Linked DNA regions of Mus musculus: all the other regions are linked to region 6. Evidence: chromatin contacts called from public HiCAR-type and promoter capture Hi-C data. All regions are on one chromosome and are shown on one strand. The core of a region is the stretch at or near the end of the contact, and the rest is flanking DNA. Distances in the headings are between cores, read along the strand shown.

Region 1 (4,006 bases), core at 745-3,244, 2.1 Mb before region 6:
GCCCAAAGACAATCGGGGTAGTCAGCTCTCTCTCTGCATCTTGTGGTTCACAGAGATCAAACTCAGGTCGTCAGGTAGCCAATACCTTTACCTGCTCTATTATAGCCCAAAGTCCCTCTGAAATATATATATGCAAATGTATGAGTGCACTATCATATGTTCACCTGTTCTCCAGAAGGGGGCATCAGATCCCTTTATAGATGGTTGTGAGCCACCATGTGGTTGCTGGGACTTGAACTCTGGACCTCTGGAAGAGCAGTTTAACCTAACTGCTGAGCCATCGCTCCAGTTCCCCCACCCCCAACCAGGTGATTCTTTTTTTTTTTTTTTTTTTTTTTGGATTTTTTGGTTTTTCGAGACAGGGTCATCAGGTGATTCTTAATTTGATCGAATCGACAATCAAAAATTAGCCTTTACAGCAAGCTCATAAACCAACTCTAGCTCCAGTTTTCGACTTTGCCAAGTAAGAATAGATTTCTGCTCAGACATTTATTGTGAGTCGTGAGACACACACCCAGGATTCCAGCACTCAGGAGGCTAAGGTTGAGAATGAGAGTTCCAGACAAACCTGAGCAACATAAGTGTGATGGACTCCCTCCTTCTTACCAACAACCTCCTAGCAAAACAAAAGCAACAGCCGCTCCCGAAACTGTTACCAAATGAAAACTCCCTGCTGGGGATCTTGACATGATCTCAAAGGTGAAATACCGGAGATGATTTATCAGAGTCTGCTATGACCACGGCACCTTCAGTACATCCGGGTCATGAAATGAACCTTATAAATTTATCAACTAGGTGGATGTCTTTCCCAGGAAGGTAAATGGTGGCTTTTTACACTTCAAGTCTCCACATTACAGTTTCTTCTTTATCCTTAACTTATGCAACTTTTTGGCACCAGGTAACTGCTGCAATTCTATGTGAAGATCGAGGAGGGATACTTAATAAATGATGAGCACTTATTATTAAATAGCAAGTCACATTTTTGGGTTCTGATGTAAGTCTGACTCCAGAAAGCTGCTGATCTCTTTTTGAGCTACAAACTGATGAGAAATTCATTTTGCAAGACCTTGCCTGATTAATTATAAACCTGACAGTTAAGGCATAAAAGGAGCAGAGGCCTCCAGGGTTACCCAGGGAATTAAGGGCGGGGCGAGGCCAAACTAATTCTGATTGGGTAAGGATACAGCCAGGCTTTAGCGTGGAGGAGCGAAGCAGCAACCGAGTAGGGGGCGCGCCTGAGAACCGGAAAACTTCCTGCCAAGCAAATACTGGGGTTGTAAAGAGCCTGAACTCTGCAGTGCACCCAGGGAGGGTCGAATTCCGGTTCCTCTCTTTTCACAGCCTCAACCTCGCTGAGCTCCCTTCACCAATGAAAACCAGGACGTTCAAGTCTCCCAAGTTTAAGGAAAATGAATGTAACCTATTGTGTTATTTAAAAAAACAAAACAAAACAGCAAGAAAAAGAAAACAAACTCCCAACCCACTAGCATTCCCACTCCCAGTTCAGGTCCTGGGGTGACCGGTGTAGGCAAAGGCTGCAAAGGAGGTGGCGCCACCTGACCGCATGCACCTGAGCCTGGGCTCCCCACCTGCACAGCTGCCAGCGCGCGCCTCTCGGGACACCTGGGCACGAACAGGGGCACCGCTCGCCGGTCAATTTTCTTAGTCTTCATCTGGCTTCCACGACCAGAAACTTAGCCAGAGCCAGGGCTTTGCTTCGCTGGGCGCTTCAGAAGGTTCCATCCCCGGGTTAGCTACGCTGTTTAGGGATGGGCGGGGAAGGCGAGCCGAGGTGAAAGGCCTGTTCCAAGGCGGGAAGGAAGGGCGGGGAAGTCCACTAGGCGGGCTCAGAGGGAGTGCATTCCCAGCTCCAGCCGCGGGGGCGGGAGCCCGGCGGCGGGCGCTGCCCTAGGGCCGGATTCCCGCGTGGGGCGTGGCGTGGCGGCCCCGCCCCTGGCTCCGCCCTCGCCCGGTGTCCGCACACCTGGCTCTCAGGTAGCCGGCGCCCGGCGCCTCCGGGAGGCGGTGAGGACCGGGAAGCTGCCGGCCCGCCTGGGGTCTCGGGGGCTGCGCTCCCGGACCACCGTGCGTGGCCAGCATGGATCCGGGCGTGGGGAACGCACTGGGAGAGGGGCCGCCCGCGCCCCGGCCCCGCCGCCGCCGTTCCCTTCGCCGCCTGCTTAACCGCTTCCTGCTAGCTCTGGGCAGCCGCTCCCGCTCGGGGGACTCGCCGCCCCGGCCCCCGGCCCAGCCCAGTCCCTACGATGGCGATGGAGAAGGGGGCTTTGCCTGCGCCCCGGGCCCGGCACCAGCCTCTGCCGGGAGTCCAGGGCCAGATCGTCCTCCGGGATCCCAACCCCAGATATCTTCGGGTGACGGGGCGCGTCCGCCCGGCGCTCAGGGCTTGAAGAACCATGGCAACACCTGTTTCATGAACGCGGTGGTGCAGTGTCTCAGCAACACCGACCTGCTGGCCGAGTTCCTAGCGCTGGGGCGCTACCGGGCGGCGCCGGGCCGCGCCGAGGTCACCGAGCAGCTGGCGGCGCTGGTGCGCGCGCTCTGGACGCGCGAATACACGCCCCAACTTTCCGCAGAGTTCAAGGTAGGCAGCGCCAGCCGCCCGCAGACTCCTCCGACCCTTCTGGTTTCGGCTCTTGAAAAGCGTGTGAACCATCAGCCAAGCCTGGTTCTTGGGCGGGGAGTAGGGGGTAGGTCTTCGGTAGACACTACTTAACCAGCCCAGCCTTGGGTTACCGCCTTTGTTTCGAGGTGACATGTTACATTATCATTTGCAAATGCTTTCTTTAGAAATTAGTTTCTTCCTGGTATTTTGGGCTGGGGTGGAGAAAGCTGGCAGCCTTAAGTGTGTCCAGCAGTTTTGTGGTTAAAAGCAGTTGTTGGAGTGGGACTTGCCGGCCAGGGTGAGTTAGAGCTTAGGATCTAGAAGGATGCAGCATGGGAAGCAGGTCCTTGAAGGCCAAGCTTTGGGAAGGAGGAGATAGAAGCGTGAGGAACAGAAAGCCGAGAAGGAACGGATCTAGGAATAATCCAGGTAGAGTGATCAATAAGTAGAAAGGGCAGAGGCCTGAAAGTGAAGCGTTTTGAAGGCAGGTGAAGGTCTTCAGATCGTGTATGACCTTGGACGCAGTGGCTTTGGATTATTTAAGTCCAGTGGGTGCTGAGAACCCGTGGGTCAGGTATTCTCAAAAGTAGGGAGAGGGAGTCGTTAAGAGTGCTATAGTAGAATGGTATCCTTTAATTTAATTCATACTAAGTCCTGACAGTATGTGAGCAGGAAGTGGCATTTGTTATCTGTAAGATTACAGTCCCCTTGCTGGGAATGCTTCGGGGTCATGAGAAGGCGTTAAAGTACAAATGTGGAGTCCCAGTCGGATGATGAAAGTGTTCCAGATAATTGATGCATAGGGTTTGCATCCTGCTGCAAAACCGCAGCTCTGGGCAGAAAGCTGAAGCACCCCCACGGACTAGTGATTGTTATTGAGGGTGAATATGACTGTCGGTGTTCATTCTGCAAACATACATGGTTCTTAAGTTTCAGCCTGAGAAAGCAGTCTTTGTCCCGTTATCTGCAAGGATGCTAACAACTGCCTTCCTCTCTGACCTCTGACCCTGAAGGAGCACAGTAGTCACACAGATGTCTTTATTATCACTTTTGGGCCACATTTGCTGTTCAGATATGATCATCAGTGTAGTATAGTGGTCAAGAGCAAGGTCTTTTGGGCAGTGACTCATTGCTTGACAAATCACTTGTCATACAAGCCTTGAGGATATGTTTCCAGAACCCAGATAAAAAGGAAAAAAGCCAGGTGTCCCACTGCAGGCCTTTATCTTCACTGTGGACCTGTAATCCCAGGGTAGGCTTGTATACAGTTCCAGCCCTGGGGAGATGGAGCCAGGTAGATCCCTTGGGCTTGCTGTATGAATGATCTAGCCGATTTGTGAGGGTCTAGATTCAGTGACAGGTCCTGCCTGTCTCTGGAAAGGA
Region 2 (3,857 bases), core at 1,270-3,769, 2.7 Mb after region 6:
CTAAGCCTTCCTTTTATACATATATTTGATGGTGGGGAGCAAGGCCTTATGTAGCCCAGGCTGTCCTCATGTCTCTATGTAGCCAAGGATGATCTTGAGTTTCTGACCCTTCTACCTCAGGAAGTGCTGACGTTTCAGGCAAGTACTACCACACTCAAGTTCATGCCATGATGCATTTTTAGCATCCCACGGCTCTGTCAAGATTAGCCACAGCCATAGTCATAATTAAGATCTTGTCAATAATAAAGCAATTAACATAAATAACAATAATCCCAAACCACACTTCCAGCCTGCTTCACATTAAGACGTTAAAGGCGGAAGCATACATCTTCATTTTTCAAGAAAGCCAATTTTAAATGAATTAATCCACTGTGTCTGACAGCTCCACACCAGCTATTTCCTTGCCCAGCTCCTATCAGTGGAGGGCACTCCGGTAAGATAGATAAGATACCACAGTCCCCCTGCAAGACTGGCTTAAGTCCTGAGCAACTAAGTTCTTCCAGCCCTTGCTCACTGTCTACCCCTGATGCTGGCCTAACTTTCTCAAAGAACTGAAAAGAAGTGGGTGGCAAAGAAGTGCAGCAACAGAAGTCCTGGGGCCTCTGGTATGTCCAGCTGTCTGCAAATATCACTCCAGTTTGGCAACCTGGGGAAGCACTGGCTGGGAACCCAGAGCAGAGATAGCTGCCGCCCTGCAGGGAGCCTCCCCTGTCCGCTCGCCCCGCACTCACGCTGACGATGGTGGAGACGAAGAGCAACACTAGCACCGCGATGTGCAGGAACAGGATCCCCAACAAGAGTAGGAGCATGGTGGCTGGGAGTTGGGCTCGGGATCAGAGGAGCGGTGCCTGCTGAGAGAGGAAGGCGGGTGTGAGGCCGCTGGCCCTGGCCCGGGGGCCCAGCTGGCCGGGAGGGGGCGGCCGCCGCCATCCCTATCCCCGCCCAGTGCCCGCCCGCAATCGAACATCTTTTGCCTTTGGAACAAAACAAGCAAGTGGTGCGCACGTCCCGATCACCCCGGGAGGCGCGCGGAGGAGAGGAGTTTCCTGAACGATGAGCCGAGGCCACAGCAAGCCTCCGCCCAGCCTGGGCGCCTTTCAGGGCCCTTGGGACTTGGGAGGCTACCGAGGCCACGTCCCTGACCCAGTCACAGGGTGGATTCCCCCCGAGACTGGAGGCTCAGCGGGCGGCGCCAGGCTCACAGCCAGAGGCCTGGGGTCGCCCGCCACCCGAGGCTGGTTTCCCAGACCCCAGCGCGCCCCGCGTTCCGTTACTTGCCTCCAAGTTTCCACCCGTTTTTGCCAGCGGAGAGCAGCCGCCCCGCCCCCGGCTCGGCCTAGATGCTGGCGGCTGGGGGAGCGGGAGAGCAGGCGGGCTGGAGGATTGCCCGGCTCCGGAGCTTCCCGCGCGCAGGGTTCCGCGCCTTCCCTGCGCCCCGGGGGGTGAAGAGCCTTCAGCCCCGCCAGCTCCACAGGCACCCCCTGGACGGCCCCAAGGAGAGCTAGGCTGAGCCCGCCGCACTTGCGGACCCCTGTCCAAAGCCCCATCCCGAATAGATGCGCCAGGGGCCCTATCCCTTGGTTGCTGCTGACTGGAGGGAAGGAGACAGTGCGTAAAGAGGCTGATTGAGTCTGAGAATTCTCGCAAGTCAGAGCAGGCAAGACGTGTTTCCAAGGTCCGAAGATACTATCTCCTACCCTACCTCCCCCTCCACTTCAGACTTTAGGGAGCTAAAACTTGGGTGACCTGATAGTGAATGTGTACAGCCGTGAAAATCTGGCTGCAGCTGAGTGAACCAGTTAAGGATAGAACCTTAGACCAAGGAGACTTCTAAATTAGTTTTGACAAGTATTCTATCCCAGACACGTCCATTTTCCTCCCAAGGAACACATCAAAGACAAAAAGCCAGGAATGCACTGAAGATATAAGCAAGATTTTCCCCATGATTTCCAGAAAATTCAAATTTCATTGGATGGCTTCAAGTAGCAGAGACCAAGAACACCATAGGGCCTGCGGCTAGAACCCGAAGGACCAGAGACTCGTGTATTTTAACAGTACATCCTCTGGAAAGAATCACAAGGCCGCCCCAGCAACCCTCTATCCAGACACCGCCACCACCCTGGTCTGGACGATGCAGAGGCAGTCCTAGGTGTGTCCCTCCGGTAGGCTAGGATGTAGGAAGGGGTCTCCACGTTCTTGTCACAAGGCGGCCCTATGGAGGGTCAGAGCCCCGTCCCCGCTTTAGGCATAGCATTTCCAGATGATGCCCAGCTTTATGCCCCCCACCACCACCACCTTCTTCACTTTCCCTACCAACTTACTTTCAGTTCAAAGGGACAGCTATCTCAGAGCAGATTAGCCTCAGGCACAAACTCCGGTGCGTCCACTGGGTTGCTGGCGTCCCCAAAGACAGCTGTGCTGCGGGTCAGCGCGCGCGCAAAGCAAGGGGGCAGTGGGAGGCTCCCGGTGTTCCCCTTTAACGGGAACTACGCCCTATTTGCGTCGCTGCAGAAGGGTGTGTCCCAGGGTCAGCGTGTGCGGGAGGGCGGGCCTCCCTGAGGAGAGGGGGCAGGCGGGCGGGCGGGGCGCCGACTGCCAGACAGTTACTTGGACTTAAAGACACCCCCGGAAAAACCAGATCTCTGCAAAACCTCGACTTTTACTTAAAGCTGGAGGACCCTGGGCTTCTCGTCTCTCACCTTCCCTAGATCTGTGGTACTCGGGCCCTGTTGACCAATACATTGCACCTTCGCCCCTGTCCCCTCAGCGCACATGGATAAAGATTGCTAGATTTCGTACCCACCTCCCTGCCTCACTCCCCAAGTGCGCAGTGCTGGGTTCTCGGGAACACTGAAGTGAACTGTGCCCATTCGGGGACTGTGTAGCTGGATCACCTCTCCTACTAGCAGCCAGGACCTCAGGTCTTGGCGCACCTGACCTGCGCTGGGGTCTTAACTGGGCTAGTCTTTAAAACACCCATCCTCGCTATCCCTGTTTGTACCTAGAAAGTATGCTGGTTTACTGGGATTCGGGGTACATATCTAGAGGGCTAGGCTGGGACCCCAATCCAAGAGAGAAGGGAGGGGAGGAAAATCCAAGCTTGACGGACGGATGGACGGACAGACGGACAGAGGGGTGGGGCTCTAGGATCCGGCTCCTCCTAAGCTTGGCAAAACCAGATTTTACAACTGCATATAAGCTCCAGGCGAAGTTTGCCTGAGGCAAGCTGGCCTGGCTCCCAGCCTTGGCTGGAGTCCTGGCCATGGGGGTAGGGGTGAGAGAAGTGGCCATCTGAGGTGCAGGAAGAGCAGCCAGAGAAACTAGCTGATTCATAGGCACTTGAGTGTGGCCGCCCAGAGTTAAGAAGGGAGAGGCTAGCCAGCTCTTCTTGGAGATGTGCCCAACTAACCATCAGGTCACCTGTATTGGCTGACTGAGCAAGGAGCCCGTGTGTTAAAGTCTCTACCTGCATATCCACACCCTCCCTACCTGTTAAGAGCAGTGAGTCATAAAGCCCTGGGAGACTCAGATAGTTCCATATTATTTTGTTTTTTGACAGTAGCCGCTACTTGAGCTAATTGTATATGCTTGCTCATTACATAAAAAAATAAACTTGAAGCATTCTTCAGACAATGATCTTTTAAAATTTCTCATCGGATTAAAAATAAAGAGTATGTGTGACATTTTTATTCAGTTCCCTGCCAATGCCAGGTGTCGTACCTGTGCTTGGCACACAGGAGGCTGAGAGGAGATGCATGGCAGAGGTTGAAGCCAGAGCTCTGCACTCGGTCCACACCTAATCAACTAGTGCTCCTGTCGTGAGCATTCATTGAGCATTCAATGTTTTCCTCTGGGAA
Region 3 (4,055 bases), core at 624-3,123, 3.0 Mb after region 6:
ACTAGAGAGAGTCTACCTCTGGTACAGGAACAAAAGAAATACCCTGGTTAGGAAAGTTCCTTGCCCAGATACCACTTTCCTTTACTGCCCAGGAACACATGCCACAGAAAGGCTCTGGGTGTGCCAACCAACAGTGCAAAGAGGGAACTGCCTTGAGCGTGAACCAGGACCTGTGTGTGGGCGGAGTCAACCTTACTTCCTACTGGGGAAACTCAAAGTGGGAGAAACTCAAAGTGGGAAAGCTGCGGGGGTCCACCCCCAATGTCTCATCCAGGATCTTGGCTTCCAGATAAAGGCAAGCAGTGCTTCAGAAATGACTTTTTTATCTGATAAAAGTAAAATTTCAGACTTCGAGCACAGTGTTTCTCAGGTGCTCCTGCCAGCCTATCCCGTAAGGAACCTTTATTCTCCAGTAAGTTAAGTCGCCCTTGGCATTAACTTCCGTGTGCGTTTCAAATTCTGTTATCTTGGCAGTTTTTGTTTTGTTTTGTTTTGTTTTACTTGAATGCAGCATTTTGTGTTAGCTTCTTTTGTGGTTTTGCGATTCAAAAAAAAAGAAAGGAAGGAAGGAAGGAAGGAAGGAAGGAAGGAAGGAAGGAAGAAAGAAAGAAAGAAAGAAAGAAAGAAAGAAAGAAAGAAAGAAAGAAAGAAAGAAAGAAAGAAAGAAGTTAAGAAAGAGAGGAAGGAAGAAAAGGAGAAATGAAGTCTGAGGTTTCTTCTTTTCCCTTGGACTTCTGCCAAGGTTTTCATGGGTTGATATATGCCTCACAGATCCTGCCAGAGGGAAATACCACACTCCTGAGGCTAACCTTCTACAGCACACACCCAAATGCACATTACTAAACTCTAACTAGAAACAGCAGGAAATTCCTATGCCTGGCAGAGACAATAGAGACCGCACAGCAACAGGGACACTGAGATGGGGACAGTGACCCACTTTTGTTTCCAAAGCCAGCGGCTATAGATACTTACAGCGAACCAACACCCAGGCACTACCGCTAAAGTTCTCCTCTGTTGACTCGGAACAAACTGGCATCAACAGAGCCACAAATGCAGCATGTGTGACCTCTCCCTGGGGACACCTCCTCCCACTGGTCCCTCCCAGGCGACAGACCCCACTACTCACCTCTTTGTTCCTGCGGGCTGCATCCAGGGAGACAGTACTGTCGCCTCTGTGTTCACCCTCCCCGCATTCCTGGCAGATACACTGCTGGTGCGTGTGGCAGAAGGAAACCAAAGGGCTGTGGTGGGCAGGGCAGGTGCGTAGATCCTGGTCCTTTGCGGGTTCGGTTAGCTGGTGGCTGTGCAGTTTGCTGTTCTCCTGGTGTGGCCGCAGGTGCTCCTCACAGTAGTTCACCATGCAGGTCAGACAGGATTTCACTGCCCTTACTCTGCTGGCCCCAAGACAGAAGTCACACAAGATCTGATCCTCTTCACCAGGAGCCCCGACCTCTGCGGGGTCATGACCCTGCTCCTGGGTTTCCTCACCTGACTTGCTGAGAGGGTCCGCATCTTCTTTTTCTGCTGGGATAGCTGACACAGGGTCTGGGCCGAGAGGGGCCAAAGGGTGAGCAGTGACCCCGGTCAGAGGCCCCGGGGCAATCAGATCCAATTCAGCCATCTGGTGGAGGCTCTGCGGACTAAGGACTAAGGCGTCCTTCCTCGCGGTCCCTTGGCTCAGGATCTGAGTAGCCCAAGTCAAACCAGAGAGCCACGCCTAGCAGATTGCAGCTGCCCTGAGACATTAACTGTTTCCTCCCTCCCGAGGAAGCTCAGTTACTCAGACAGGACGAGGCTCCTCCAGATTGGCTAGTAGCCAGCCACAGTGACAAGGCTCAGAACTGCCTTGCCACTTGGCTCCTGTGTCTGTTCCTTGGCTCAGGCTTCTCATTCTCATTCCTAGCCCAGCCCTGAAACTTCTATTCTTACGGGACTCATTCACGCACACCCCATAGGCTCTTCCGGAGACCACGTGTGCCTGTGGGACTGGAAAAAAGGGCAAGATTCCTGAGCTCTATTGTAAGCCTCTGCGGCTTTGAGCGGTCCCACAAGCCATATTTTGCGGTGGATCTCTCTCTCTCTCTCTCTCTCCTTCCTCCATCCCTCCCTCTCTCTCCCCTCCCCCTCCCCTTCTCTCTACTCCATATATTTTTAAAGGGGTCCAAAATGTAAGGACTTTGATAATAGGGCAGCTGCTAATCCTAAATGAGCCACCAGCTTGGTCCTACCACCACCACCACAAAACCTGACATACAGACAGACAGACAGACATAGTCAATCTAGCTTTATCTGCTTTTAATAACTTGCTTTTATCAGACTTTTGTTTTATTTTAGTCGTGTGTGTGTGTGTGTGTGTGTGTGTGTGTGTGTGACAGAGTTTGACATCTAGTGTCTTTCTTAATTGCTCTCCACCTCATTTCATGAGAGAGGACCTCACAGTGAACCTGGAACACGCTAGGTCACCTAGCGCAGCAGGCCAGCAAGTCAGAGGGATATTCTAGACTCTTGCCCCAGTGCTGGGGTTACAGATAAGCACCATTGCATGGCTGCAGGTGGCCATGCACACCTAGCAAGCACTTTACCCACTGAACCGTCCTCCTAGCTCCACTTCTGGTTGACTTTTAAAACTCACTCATGTGAGAAGCCACCCAGTGGACAGGGCCCTGGCCTTCCACTCTCTGCCATAAACCTCTAACATGTGGGCTTTGATGATAACAGTTGTCTGGCTTGCTTCTCCGAAACTTGATGGCCTTTTGTTGAAATTGACTCATCTGGACCTGAGCAGGTAACTAGTGGGTGACCTTTTGGCATCAGAAGACCAAAACTTCTGCCCTCAGAACATTCTAACACTGACCTGTCCTGAACATGCATCCCACGAAGAGCCATGAGGACCGATTATGGTCCTCTCAGCCACCCTTCCCTATCTCATAAATCCTCACCAGACCCCACCCTCCAGGAAGTGGATCTAACTGTGCTTCTCCCCTTCCATGCTCAGCTCAGCTGCCTTCAAATATGATTTTTCTCTTTTGCGAAACGCATGGTCTCTGTGTTTGCCACCCTGTGCAAGCATCCTGGTTCTGAAACCACAGAAATTGATGGATGTTTATAACCCTGACCCTCCAGTGTCCGCTTCTAGGGCATTCCAGGAGCTGGCTGAGAATGGGCACAGGAAGGGGCCATCGGGTAGAAGAGGGAAGGCACTGTCCCCTTCCACATACAGCTCTCTCCAGCCTTTCTAGGCCCCGTATCTTACTCTGTGATCTCCACGAAGAGACAGTTGCTAAACTAGCCCCACATCCAGCTAATAAAACTGTTCCTAAATGAGGTGCCCTCATTTTCTCAGGCTGTCCTTACAAAGTGCCACAGACTGACTGACTTTGATGACAGGAGTTAATTTCCCGACACCTCTGCAAGGGTGAGCTCCCACGCGTGGAGATGCCGTGGCCTTCTTCTGAGACCGCACTCCTTGGCTTGCCCTCCCGTCCTTCATGCCGTCTTCCCTGTGCTTGTCTGTGTCCTGATTGCTTCCTTTAGACATCAGTGAGGCTGAACTAGGGGACCATCCTACCTCATTTTTTTTCTTAATGACCTGTTCAAAGACCTACCTCCAAAAGCAGTCATGCTCTGAGGTAATGGGGGGTTATGACCTCAGTGTGTGAATTTGGAGGGTGAGGAGGGGGATGAAGCTCATGGCTAGAGGATGGGATGAGAAGCAAGTGGTTCCTGGGGGGAAAGAGCTCTTCCAGACGTGGCGTACCTCTGGACTTTAGGACTGAGATTAGTCTAATATGGCACCACCATGCATCTCTGTTTCCTTGGGGTAAACTAGACAGACCCGGGGATATTTCTTGGCAGAACTTGTCAAAAATCCAAGAAATCCACAGGCTTCTCAGAATCATAGTATACAAAAGGCTGCAAACTCATCCCAGATGCAGCCCTGCATTATTTAAAGACACTATGGAACACCCATGGCATGATTTCCTAGAGTGTTTAGCCAAGTTCCCCAAGTGTCCTTGTCCCTAAATGTCCCACCCTCTGAAGCTTTCCAAAAGTCA
Region 4 (3,713 bases), core at 23-2,522, 2.9 Mb after region 6:
TGCAGAGAAATTTTAATGCACAGGTTGCCTGGGGGAAGGAAGGTAATGACTATAAAAAATGTCAAATGCCCAACAGGTGGAAGGACTTATGGTCACAGACCTAGGAGTAGGAAGAAGCGGATCTAAATGCACCTTCAGAGCTGAGCTGAAACCATCAATGAATTTTTTCTACTCCACATTTCCACAAAGTAGACTTTTCTTATCACAGATTCTAGTTGGCCCATCCTGAGACACTTGGTATGTCACTATGTCTTTATTATTATGATCTGAAAATATGTTGTTCCCCAACCTAACCTCTCCCCATCCCAACCCCCACCCCCAGCCATCCTGCCCTTTGCAGATCCCATCTCCTTGAACATCCCAACCTGACAATGAAACCCGTGTGACACAATCTACATGGGAGTTCACAGTAAAAAAAAAATTTTTTTTGTTTTTTTGTTTTGTTTTTTTGGTTTTTCGAGACAGGGTTCTCTGTATAGCCTGTATATCTCTGTATAGCCCTGGCTGTCCTGGAACTCACTCTGTAGATCAGGCTGGTCTCGAACTCAGAAATCCACCTGCCTCTGCCTCCCGAGTGCTGGGATTAAAGGCGTGCGCCACCACGCCCAGCTTCACAGTAAAATTTTAAAGGAAGAAAATATATTACATGTACTAATCTCTGGCCGAAGGACAATTGGCTACATCGACCTCTACGGGTACAAAGGCGATAACCATCGTGATTATCTGTGTACAGCGTAGTAACACTGGAACCCAAGGCTCTGGCAATCTCTCCCTACAGGATCGCCCTGAACTTGTGTATCAGGGCCCTACAGGCCATTCCCCTCATCCGGGCAGGCTATGGGAAGACGGGTTACCCCCGACCTCACACCCAGAGATCCTGCAGCGAGTGTGCTCCACACCCGCTGACAGGAGGCCTCTGTGCCTCCGGGGTCGCCGGTGCACCCTATCCCTCACAGTCCACAAACCCTCTAGCGACAATTTGCCCGGGGCTGGCCCTCCTACCCACCCACCTGCAGTTCCTACAGCTCAGGCAGTGGGCGGGCACACGGACCCAACAGCCTCGGGCGACTGGGCAAGACCCCCAGCCCCAACTCAAGCACCGGCTACCGGCGCTCGGCCGCCATCCCTCACCTGCGACAACATGACGACCCTGCGCCAACCCGCCCCCCACTTCCGAGAGCCACGACAGCAAAGCTGCCACGCGATCCAGCTCTACAGCCGACGTCACAAGCGCACCAGGAAGCCACTTGGTGGGAGGGCGCAACTCCAGAGACCGGAAGGCGATAGGCGGGTCCATACCTTGGGGCGGGGCTCCATAGTGGGCGGGGCGGAAAGAGCTGGTCCACGCGACGGACGCGGGCGGTAGGAGGCGGGGTGTGTGGGCGGGGCCTTGACGCAGAGACTCTGTAGGGGCTGAGGTGGAGGTGGGCGGGGCAAGCGTGAGCAGGGGCAAGGGCTGCACTTCTAAGGAAAAGCAAAACGCTTGGGAATAAACTGGCTAACTTAATGGGTTCTAAAGCGAAGTTTCTTGGGTTATGAATGGAAAATGTTTTTTGCTACCAAAGAAGTACAAACTGTGAGTCATTACCACCAGCAGGGACGCCCTGAGAGAGGCGGAGCTTTATAATTTAACCTTGTAAATGTATTGTATTTTAGTATAGTCTTTCTTAAGCGATTTAAATGTTAAAGAAAATTGAGAAATAAATGTGTCCTTGGAAAGAAATTAAAAAAAAAAAAACCGAGTAAGAAAGAGACAAGAAGACTAGCGTAAGCAGTGAGGGTACTGCTGTAAGGGGCATAACCTCAGAACAAGAAGAGAGGCCAGTATCGCGCCTCTGCCCTCCATGTACCAATTATATAACCAATCTCTATGTACATCCTTCCTCGGCTGTAAAGTGGGAAGGACGGTGATGGCTTTACAGAGCATTTAGTAAAGTGGCACAAATTTGCTTTTATTACTGTTTTAAGTCACCTGCTGATGGCATGATCATGCCTAGACCTAAAATTCAGAGATTTTTTTTTTTTTTTTTTTTGGTTTTTCGAGACAAATTCAGAGAGTTTAAAGCCATCTTTGCAACTGTAATGATAGAGATATTCTGTTTGCTCAACTATGTCAGACTGTTGGAGGCTCATGCAATGTCCCTCTCACCTTTTCTTAACTGAAGGGACTCTTCACAGAACCCGGGGTTTTATCTGGTTCTTTGCCAGGACTATGTCAAACCCAGTGTTACAATAATGAAGAAACATGGACCTAGTTCCCAAAAAAGAGAAAGCAGGCAAGGTAATTGCGCATCTTCGTGTGAAGCTGGACAAATGACCTATGTCCTAACCTGCTTGGACAAAGATTTTGGTGGCCCACCCTGTGTTGTGAGGTTGTGTGGAAAAAAAATTTTTTTGGTTCTCACTTTTTATATGAATGCAATTTGAATTCACTACCATATTTTAAGATATAGAGCATTTGACAAGAAAGTGAATTTCCCACTTGTTAGGATTTTTGTCTTCCTTTTTGGAGGACTGGTGTGTGTGTGTTGGGGGGGGGGTTCTTTGCTTGCTTTTGAAACAGGGTGTTGCCTCCTAGTACCAACTGACTAGATGCTCTGTCCTCCTGCCTTGCCCCTATCTCCCCTCACCCTCAAGAACTGGAACTTAATGACGGGGAAAGTCTGCCTGGGGTGTTGAGCCTCTATGTAGGGACTGTACTCTTTGTCCAGATCCTGAGCCCTTCTGTGAGCATATCCACCAGTGAGCCTGTAAACTACTCTTTACAAAATTACCTACCTTGCCCCTGACAGCACCCCCTGAGTATTTAAATAGGAGTCTCAATATACTTGAGAGTAAAGCCTCCTTTGTAGAAAATGAAGCGTATTTTCTTCATTTTTTTTCCTTTTCTTCTGATGGAGTGTGTTCTGACCCGTTAGATCACATGCAGTGTTCTAAATACAAGTCTGCCTTTTGATCTCCCCATATCCTTTACCAAAACTGAGTTTTAGTCTTTGCAAAAATACCAGGAGATTTTTATATAGTATCCTGATGGCTACTGTTCAAAAGTTTCTGGAAGCAACGATAGCCCTAAGTTGGTAGTGATGAATGGAGTCTAACTGCTCAGTGACCTTGCCTACACCTCACTAAGTGGAATGCTGGCACTCTCTCCCTGTCTCCTGGTGTCTTAATATAACCCTACTCATTCTTTGAGCCATAGAAAGCTTCATATGAATTGCCAAAGCAATGTCAAAAAAGAAAGGTCTGGACAACCAACACTCACTTAGTTTTCAGTTTGTTGTAATGCTGCTGTAATTTCTCAAGCCTGGTTTAGATAAACACATTTTGTCCAAGTTCGGGGGCTGCTGTTTTCCCTTCCTTCATGAAATTATCAATAGGGAGGCCTTTGATCTTACGGATCCACGCAGCTTTGCTGGCTTTTCCTGGGTCGACCTCTTTAGTGGATACACTGGCTTCATATTCCTTCATCTTGGCTTCAGCAAATTCTTTTTCCTCCTTCACAGTCATCAGCATGAACCCAGTGTTCATTCTCAGAGGATCAAGGGTTGTGTAGAAACGAGGCCGTTCTTTCTTGGGAGACAGGGTGGCTGTGCCGCCTCGAGGAGCGAGCATTCGGTTTGGTTTAATGACCTGCATGCTGGTCAGGGGGCCTGCACGGCGCATTGTCCCATCAATTGAACTGGTCAAGTGCTCGTCACCCCTTAAGCTGTCAG
Region 5 (3,966 bases), core at 211-2,710, 3.0 Mb after region 6:
AGCCCAGGGATGGGACCATCCACAATGGGCTAGGCCTTCCCTCATCAATTACTAATTAAGAAAAGGCCAAATTTAATATTCTCTGGAGGGAGTGGCCAAAAGGCATGCAAATTTGGAAACTTTCCTGTAATCACTTGAGTAGCACCCCAGGAGATTCCTCCAGTCCCCAGATAACTACAGTGGTCTTAGACAAGTTAGTGGGTTTTCAAACTGAACCCCAAATCCCAGACATAAATAGCTGTGAAAAGGGCCTAAGTCTTGAGAGCTGGTGAATTTATCAGGGTCCCACTCAGCACATTTGCATGGGAAGGCTTCTTCAAAAATTTGAAGCTTCTCCACTTCCACCTGTACCAGCAGCCAAGGACAAACAGCCTTCTTTGCCCTAATACTTTCCTTGTTCATGTTACACTGAAGTAAACAGAGTTGTAAGGAGTTGTTGACAATCATCCCAAGTGAGACCAAAGGAACAGCAGACAGATTCTAGAGGAAAAGTCAGAGTTTGAAGTTTTTCAGAGAAAAGGAATTGGAGGTTTTGCAGCTGTACAGATCTGAAGTGGGAAAAGAAGACATAGATTACCAAGGACCATTGCCTCCCTCTGAGTCTCTTTCTCCCAATGGATCTAATGAGTCTGGAGCACAATGGGACCTCCAGTAGGAACCCAGTGGGGATGAAGGAAGTAGAGGAAATGGGATGTCTTCATATGGAGAGATTATGATGGTCACAGAGGGAGAAGCGGTGGACGAGACAGGGAGTGTAGGATCAATGACAGCCGTGGAAGAGGGTCCAGAGCAGAGTAGAAACTGAGAAATGAACAGGATCTGGTGATTAGATGGTGAGAATCAAAAGTTGAGTGTATTCTGGTTTTGGCATATGCAAATGGTGCACTAGAGTAAATGCACGCACTGAGATGGGGCTGTTTGGCAAAAGTGACTTTAAAGTAGGTTTAACTTAACCACAGGCCCTTGAGAGTCCAACTTTTTCGACAAATGAACTTTTTTTTTCCTTGCAAAGAACTTACTGCTCAAGTGTGTGGAAACTGGCTCAATATTGTCAGCTCTGCTCATATACGTTTTTACGATTGCAAAATAGATGAAATACAAGTCCATTGGGATAGATGAGAGTACTACATGGATCCTGCTCTAAAACTACAGCTTTCATATAGTTTGAAGTCAAAGGATGGTTTTAGGGAAGGCCAAACCATGGCTAAAAGCCATATACACATGCCAACAGTAAAGAAATTTGGGCTGAAGCTACATAGATGTAATTGTGCAAACAAAGGTGCAGAGAGAGAGAGACTTTGTCTCCCACGTCCCAACCTTCCGTTACTGCGGGATTCCACGCACGATGCACCTTTTTCTCTCGCGAGAGGGAGAGATCCCGCTGTGCCGCTGAGCCACTCGTGGTCCCAACCTGCCAAGAAACAGGGGGTCGGGCAGCGCGCAGGTGCTTCTGGGAGTTGTAGTTCCTGGATTTGCCCAGCAAAATGTCACGCATGCGCGACTCAGAGCTAAGCGGAGAAGTTCGTAGCCTTTGTCAGGCCTGGGATGGGAGGTGAGTTTCTTGGTAGGATGCTGCGGTCCTCGCTTTACCTCGGCGGTGGTCCAGTAGTTGCTCTCTGCCAGGGAGGACTGGAGTTTGTAGTTCTTGAGCTTCGTCCCCTTCCCTCCCCGCCCCACGGGCCATCTAGGACCCCGGTGCATACTGGAGAGCTGGACGGAGCTGGAGGGGTTGTCTGTGCCCTCTACCTCTCAGGCACTCAGTCCCCTAGGGGACAGCTCCAGGAGCCAGAAACAGACAGGTGAGGACTCAGATTCAGGATGCTTTCCCTGGTTTCCAGGTCCCACGTGATCTGAGCGACACTCTCTACAGAGCCCAAGAGGGAAGAAGTCCTTCGAGGCTCCGTGGACTGCTGACTGCGCGAGAAGAGCAGGACCTTAGGGGCATGGAAGAGGTGGTGATCATGGAGACGGGTTTGGCCGAAGTGCCTCAGAAAAGAGGTAGAATTGCCCAGGGGTTGGTGTGCATCATGGGAGAGTGGAAATCTTCCTTTTGAAGGGGAAACCCACCGTTGTCGTGGGTTAAGTGGTTCTTGGGAAAAGATGGCGACTTGTCAACGCTATCTTGAGGATAGGTGAGCTCTGAGACGTTGCAGGGCTTACTATGGGTCAGTCCCCATTCCACTTAAGTGTGCTGCACAATGGTCCCACCAGTGCGGACATTGTCACAATGTAGTCACAAGTTCTTCCAAATTATTGCCCCATCCTGGTTTCCATCGTGGATCCAAGAATTCAACTTTGTAGTTGACAAAAAAATATTTTTCCATACGTTATCCCACTTTATCCATAGTTAACGTGTGTGCTGTTTCAACACAGATCGCTCACGACCTGCTTCACAGGCACGGAAGGTAGGGGCTGGCTTCAGCACTAGGAGACCTGTGTATCTTAAACTCCCCTCGGTGACTTACTATGCCAAAATTCCCTCCAGGGGTCCTTTTCAGGTTGCTAGATGTCACCTCAAACTCAACCAATCAGAATTTGGAGGTGAGATCTAGCAATCTCCGCCTTAAGGAAGCTTTAAAGGGATTTTAAAAAAACAAAACAAAACAAAACAAAACACTGAGTCTACTTTAGGTAGATTATAGTGGAAATTTACTTATTCTAGTTTGTAGACCAGAGAGTTTGAGGGGATACGTCATGAGTAGAGCAACTAAATTCAAGCCTAGTGGAGCAACGTGCCTGAGCATATTTTACAGTACCGGAAAGTAGCAGTTTGTTTTGGATTCCTTGTTAACAGGGAGTGCATTTGGTGTGGTGGAGGGGTTTAGATTATACTGAGTAGAGAGCCAGGTCCAGACCCAGTCCCTACCGCTTTCTTCCCTTTAGCTCTGTCTTCCCCGGATTCTCTCCTTTCCCACGAGAAGAGTGCAGAAGGAGACGTGGCTGCTCTGAGACTCACTGTCAGATCCCAGGTGAGTCTCTATGGGTTACTGAGATCAATTCCACCTTGGGTCTCAGAGCACAGATGCACTCCCTTTTTGATGTGGCATTTCGTTGTCCACAGAGCCCATCTAGAGACCTGAGTTCTAATTCTAAGAAACTAGTGGACTCAGTAGAAAATATTTTCTGCTTACTCATAGTATCTCTCTTCTCCATCTAGTATTTCTTGTCTCTCTACAGGCAGGTAAGTCACATTTCTCTTCTTTCCCAACTCTGCTAATTTCTGTATTTGGTCATGTGGAAAGCTAACTTAAGGGTCATATAGTATATACTTCTTAAAACTTGCATTTCTCTAAGGGAAGCAGCACACATATGGCTGTAAATAGGAGCTTAAAAAACACCTTAAATGCTGGAGAAATGAGAATAATAATAATACCTACTCAGTTAAAACTTAGATATGGAATGGTCTGTGGTTTTACTAATTACAGGTCCATACTGCATTCTGCAGCCCCAGAATCCCTCAGTCAGCCTCTTCTCCATACAATGTTTGTAAAAATGACTTCCGGCCCTTTTTGGACTTTCTGAACTGCCCTGTGAGTCTTGCAGACTTAATTAACCCCAGGGGCTTACATACCATCTACAGAAACCATCTTACACTGGCTTGTGCAAGGAGGTGTCTTTACTGACCATACTAACTGTTGGGCTAGATAAAGGATTTAGGCAGTAACGTAGAGAGCTAGCATGTCCATCTTGTCAACCTTTTTCTAAAACTTTGAGAGTTTTGCCCATAAGCAGGCTTTTTTTTTTTCATGCCATCATCAAACAAATGTAGGCTTGCATCGTTAAGGTGGAAGGTTGGGCGTTCTCCTGCTGCTTATATTAATTCTAGCAGTATATAAAAGAGCCATTTTCTGCACCATTACTGATGTTAACCAAGTGTAATTGTTCGAGGAGTATAACTGTGCGCACGCTTGTAGACACAGTCCACCCGTAACTCCAAGGTGGAATCAGTTCTATCTGATGCCCCCA
Region 6 (3,894 bases), core at 823-3,322:
GAACACCAAGTGAGTGGGCTAGCGGTCCCCCAATGACCTCTTCTATCTTACCAACCTCCTTAAAGACCCTACCATCTTCAAACACAGCCCTTGTCACAATGCCAGGGCTCAGGACTTCAACAAACAAGTTCTGAGGAATCCAACTCAGTCTATAATAAACACAACACAGAAACTTACAAGAAAAATAGGGACACAAGAACAAGCAAAAGGCATGCACACAGCTTCATCAGCTTTAACAAGCCCAAGTCCTGTCTTGTTTCTGCCCACCTGTAGACTTAATGAGAGGTTCTTGTTCTCAGTCCTTATCTATTAGTTTACAATACCAACAGCGATGCAAATCCAGGCCAGCTTTATCACAAGCCCAACATTAGACAAATTGCTTGGCTGGTTCACACCCCAGGAACACACCCTTACCTTCATGAACTTGCTGGGTTGAGTGTTTTCCCCAGGTTTCTTTGTTACTTGCTGTCTCTTTCATGTTCATTTAACTATGGTGGGTCAATGTTTCCCTAGTCTGATTAAAGTCCTTTTATATGACCTATACACCTTCTAAGGGAATATTGGAAACAATAATATATGCATCTTCTAGCATTCATTCAAACTCCAGTGATGTCTTTAAGAGATTGGTGCATATATATATATACATATATATATGCACAATATATAAAAAATATAATGTAATATAATAACATATTATACAAGTATATATCATATTATATATTTTGTAATATATATAACTAGTATAATACATATTTTATAATATATATTTTATAATATATACTATATACTATATAAATAATGCATATAATTATAATATAATATACATTATTAAATAACTATAAACTTGTTGGAAGTGGGGTGAGAGATTTACAAAAGCACTTTCCCTAAGACTGTGAGATATTTATTATTTACACCAAAGACTGAGATTGGGACGCTCATGAAGCTTACGGAAAGAGGGAAATTCAAATTCCTCTAAGCTATTTCTTTGCATTGCTTCAGCCCCCAAGGAACTGTGGAAATGACACTCACACACCACACTCACACACCATAGTGATACTAGAGCCGGCTGGGAAACTTTCCTGACAAGTCAAATGCCATGACACACTGGGGTCAGAGTCTGGTAGTGACAGGATCTGATTCTTGTTTTATTGCTAGCAAATTATGGAACCTTTGATGCCTTTCCCCTGGGTGTTAAAGTGCCCAAGCTAAAAATAAAAAATAAAAATAAAAACGCAACTATATTATATTGTTTTTTTTTTCTTTTGCGTCCACCCATGTTTCCTAAAATGGCGATTTGTTTTGGAAGAAGTATTTTATTTGATGTTTTTCATCCTTAAAACCATTTTTAGAGAAGATTCTGGAACCCATCCATAAACCAGGTTGACTGAAAACTTAGAGAGATCTGCCTCCTAAGCACTGGGATTAAAGGCATGTGTCGTCACGGACAGCTTTATGCTCTTTGATTCTTCTTCTGGAACTAAAATATAACTTCCTTCAAAGAAAGCCACCTTCTGATCTGCGCTTGAAAAAGAGATGCGTTTGAAGGCCATCACAGCCTCACCTTTTGCTGTTTGCTGTCTTCTTCCCACACAGAATAAATTAACAAAATATTTGGCATGGATTCTGGACTGAAAAGCCTACACCGGAACTTTTTCTTTCGGGTTCTGATACTTTTTTTTTTTTTTTTTTGTCAGTGAAATACTCCTGTTAGTCCCCAGCAGAACAGAGAGCTCTGGGTTGAGACCACAGTTATTGTCATCTCTTCTGCAGTGATGGATCAGAGACTGGACAGGAAGCGTGACTTCTGAGATCTCGTAGAACTCTACGTGTTCTGATTTTGGGTTCTGAGGTTCAGAGAAGGGAGTTCTAAAGCTTTGGGGCTGTAAGTCTTTCCCTTTTCTCAATGCACATATATTTCTGATTCTGCAAGCCACTATGGGTCCCTGAGTGGTAGGTTGAGAGTCACCCTGATCCAGGACTTCAGGCCCTGCCCTCAGTGCTGGGCGCTGCAGCTCAACCTGTATTGCAGGCTGCGCGTCAGTGCTAGTGGGGGTGTGCCCGGGGGCGTGACGGAGGCGTGCCCGGGGCGTGGCCAAGGCGGCGCACGCCGCGCCCTCAGCGGAGCGAGAGGCCGAGCTTGCTGCATTGCAGCCGCCGCGGCGCCGCTCGGCTCTTCACTTCCAACAATGGCGGCTCCGAGCCCGAGCGGCGGCGGCGGCTCCGGGGGCGGTGGCGGCACCCCGGGGCCCATCGGACCTCCAGCTTCTGGCCACCCGGCGGTCAGCAGCATGCAGGGTAAGGACGGTGGGCGCGCAGAGACCCCGGGGCCCCCTCGCGAGGCGCTCGGCCGAGCCGCGGCCTGTGGAGCCGCTGCGTCCCCGGGGCTGTCTGAGGAAGCCGCCCGAGCTCCGCGTCTCGGGCCCGGCCTCGCCCCGGGATCCCCGCCCCGGGCCGGGTTTCGGTGAACGCTGTGGCGGCTCTGGCTCTGCCCGCTCCGGCCCACCTGGCCGCCCCCGCCCGCGGCTCACCTGGCGCCCGCTGGCTCCGGGAACGCGCGCGGCCGGGCCTCTGGCTCGCAGGTCGGCCGCGTCCCGGCCCTCGGCCCCGCCGCCCCCGCGCGCTGCAGTGGGGCCGGCTCAGGGCCATCTTGCGCTTCACGGTGCGCCGCTGGAATAGGGCCACTGCGCTGTCCCCCCGTCCCCAAAACTTTGCAGGGTGTCTGCGTGGGAGGGGCGGGGGGTTGCGAGGCCCTGGGCCACCTGTAAGGTGGGGAGACAGCCATTGGCCCCGGAGAGGCGTTTCGACCCAGGCCCGAGATGTGTCTTATCCTCGCATGCAGAAAAGAAAAATCAGATAAAAATAGAAGACCGAGTTGGGCTGAAAGGGAGAGAGATTCAGGAAACCGAATGGCAGAGGTCAAAGTGATCATGTCTGGGCATCTGAGGCAGCTCCCCTGTAATGGCCTTTCCTCACCGGGAGGCCTTAGGAGCTCTGTGTGGGATTTGACAGGGGGTGTTGTGAAAATAACAGGCCCGAGTCCATTTCTTAGGTTTATTGGGGGGATTGACACAGGCAAGCCCAGAAATCTCTTGACAACTTTAGCAAACGACTTATGTTGAATTATTAGAGTCGTTTGGATATCTTTGGTATCAGTATGATACCAACTCTTCATAAAGCGCTCCTTGTGTCTAATGAAGTTCAACAGATTATATGTTGAAAATTTCGTGTTTATGCCAGCATACCATGATTTGGGCAGCAGAAATACGATCTGTATTTACATCCCTTCCCATAAGAAACATTTATGGGATAGTATATAAACAGATTGAGCATTTCATTCAGAAGATATATTCTGTACAGGTCCTAAGCTAATTAATTCAAATTTAGTTAGTTATTGGATGCCTGCTATGCTCCATACAAAATACAAGATGGATTTTCTTCATCTCACACCTTTACTGTTTGTTAAGATAATTTGGGGTTCTCATCTCTTTTGCCCTGTCCACAGTGGGTGACTTAAAGTTTAAATATTTTAAGGGTAGAGACAGAGCCTGATTTGAGCTCAATCCCTGGGATATACATGGCAGGAGAGAACTGATTTTCTCAAGTTGTCCTCTGACCTCTACCCTTGAATACACAATAAATAACTCAGTAAAACAATGAATATATTTCAGGTGTGTGTGTATGTGTGTGTGTGTTTTGAGAGACGTGGCTGACCGTTTGAAAAATCTGTATACATTTTTTTTTCTTGTTCAGAAAATCTTGAGCAGCTGCTTAGAGCCAGCGTAGAGCTCCCTTTTGAGTGTGTAGAGACTAGTGAACCCAGTGTCTCACCTCTGATGGAGCTGCTTAGAGCCAGCGTAGAGCTCCCTTTTGAGTGTGTAGAGACTAGTGAACCTA

What was found. Promoter capture Hi-C pulls out the DNA fragments that hold promoters and counts their contacts. HiCAR-type assays count read pairs that join an accessible place to other places. Capture Hi-C pulls out chosen DNA fragments and counts their contacts.
Region 1: a promoter capture Hi-C map of embryonic stem cells shows a contact between it and region 6, with 8 times the contacts expected there. The contact joins the promoter of Usp43 here to the promoter of Map2k4 in region 6. A contact is called at or near these places in 2 of 39 promoter capture datasets (both in embryonic stem cells).
Region 2: a HiCAR-type map of astrocytes shows a contact between it and region 6, with 4 times the contacts expected there. The contact joins the promoter of Pmp22 here to the promoter of Map2k4 in region 6. A contact is called at or near these places in 1 of 39 promoter capture datasets (the 3T3-L1 cell line) and 1 of 115 datasets of contacts at active chromatin or transcription factors (astrocytes).
Region 3: a contact with region 6 is called in a promoter capture Hi-C map of pre-B cells, with 5 times the contacts expected there. The contact joins the promoter of Trim16 here to the promoter of Map2k4 in region 6. A contact is called at or near these places in 2 of 39 promoter capture datasets (the 3T3-L1 cell line and pre-B cells) and 1 of 115 datasets of contacts at active chromatin or transcription factors (large pre-B cells).
Region 4: a contact with region 6 is called in a promoter capture Hi-C map of liver, with 4 times the contacts expected there. The contact joins the promoter of Tvp23b here to the promoter of Map2k4 in region 6. A contact is called at or near these places in 4 of 39 promoter capture datasets (the 3T3-L1 cell line, hippocampal neurons, liver and 1 more), 2 of 115 datasets of contacts at active chromatin or transcription factors (large pre-B cells and thymic regulatory T cells) and 1 of 9 other capture datasets (liver).
Region 5: a promoter capture Hi-C map of hippocampal neurons shows a contact between it and region 6, with 4 times the contacts expected there. The contact joins the promoter of Zfp286 here to the promoter of Map2k4 in region 6. A contact is called at or near these places in 3 of 39 promoter capture datasets (cranial neural crest, hippocampal neurons and pre-B cells).

Annotation. Positions count from the first base shown.
Region 1 is chr11:67,920,141-67,924,146 of GRCm38.p6, reverse strand. Usp43 (ubiquitin specific peptidase 43) reads left to right here and starts at 1,994. Exons shown (of 15, transcript NM_173754.4): 1 at 1,994-2,602. The coding sequence starts at 2,099.
Region 2 is chr11:63,130,119-63,133,975 of GRCm38.p6, reverse strand. Pmp22 (peripheral myelin protein 22) reads right to left here and starts at 2,519. Exons shown (of 5, transcript NM_008885.3): 1 at 2,322-2,519; 2 at 732-851. The coding sequence starts at 809.
Region 3 is chr11:62,818,071-62,822,125 of GRCm38.p6, reverse strand. Trim16 (tripartite motif-containing 16) reads right to left here and starts at 1,873. Exons shown (of 6, transcript NM_053169.2): 1 at 1,127-1,873. The coding sequence starts at 1,621.
Region 4 is chr11:62,877,014-62,880,726 of GRCm38.p6, reverse strand. It overlaps Tvp23b (trans-golgi network vesicle protein 23B), which reads right to left and starts at 1,272. Exons shown (of 7, transcript NM_026210.5): 1 at 1,132-1,272. The coding sequence starts at 1,143. It overlaps Fbxw10 (F-box and WD-40 domain protein 10), which reads right to left. Exons shown (of 13, transcript NM_001033669.2): 13 at 3,265-3,713. The coding sequence ends at 3,310.
Region 5 is chr11:62,786,962-62,790,927 of GRCm38.p6, reverse strand. Zfp286 (zinc finger protein 286) reads left to right here and starts at 1,460. Exons shown (of 6, transcript NM_138949.4): 1 at 1,460-1,552; 2 at 1,839-1,998; 3 at 2,884-2,969. The coding sequence starts at 1,944.
Region 6 is chr11:65,786,537-65,790,430 of GRCm38.p6, reverse strand. Map2k4 (mitogen-activated protein kinase kinase 4) reads left to right here and starts at 2,072. Exons shown (of 11, transcript NM_009157.5): 1 at 2,072-2,295. The coding sequence starts at 2,187.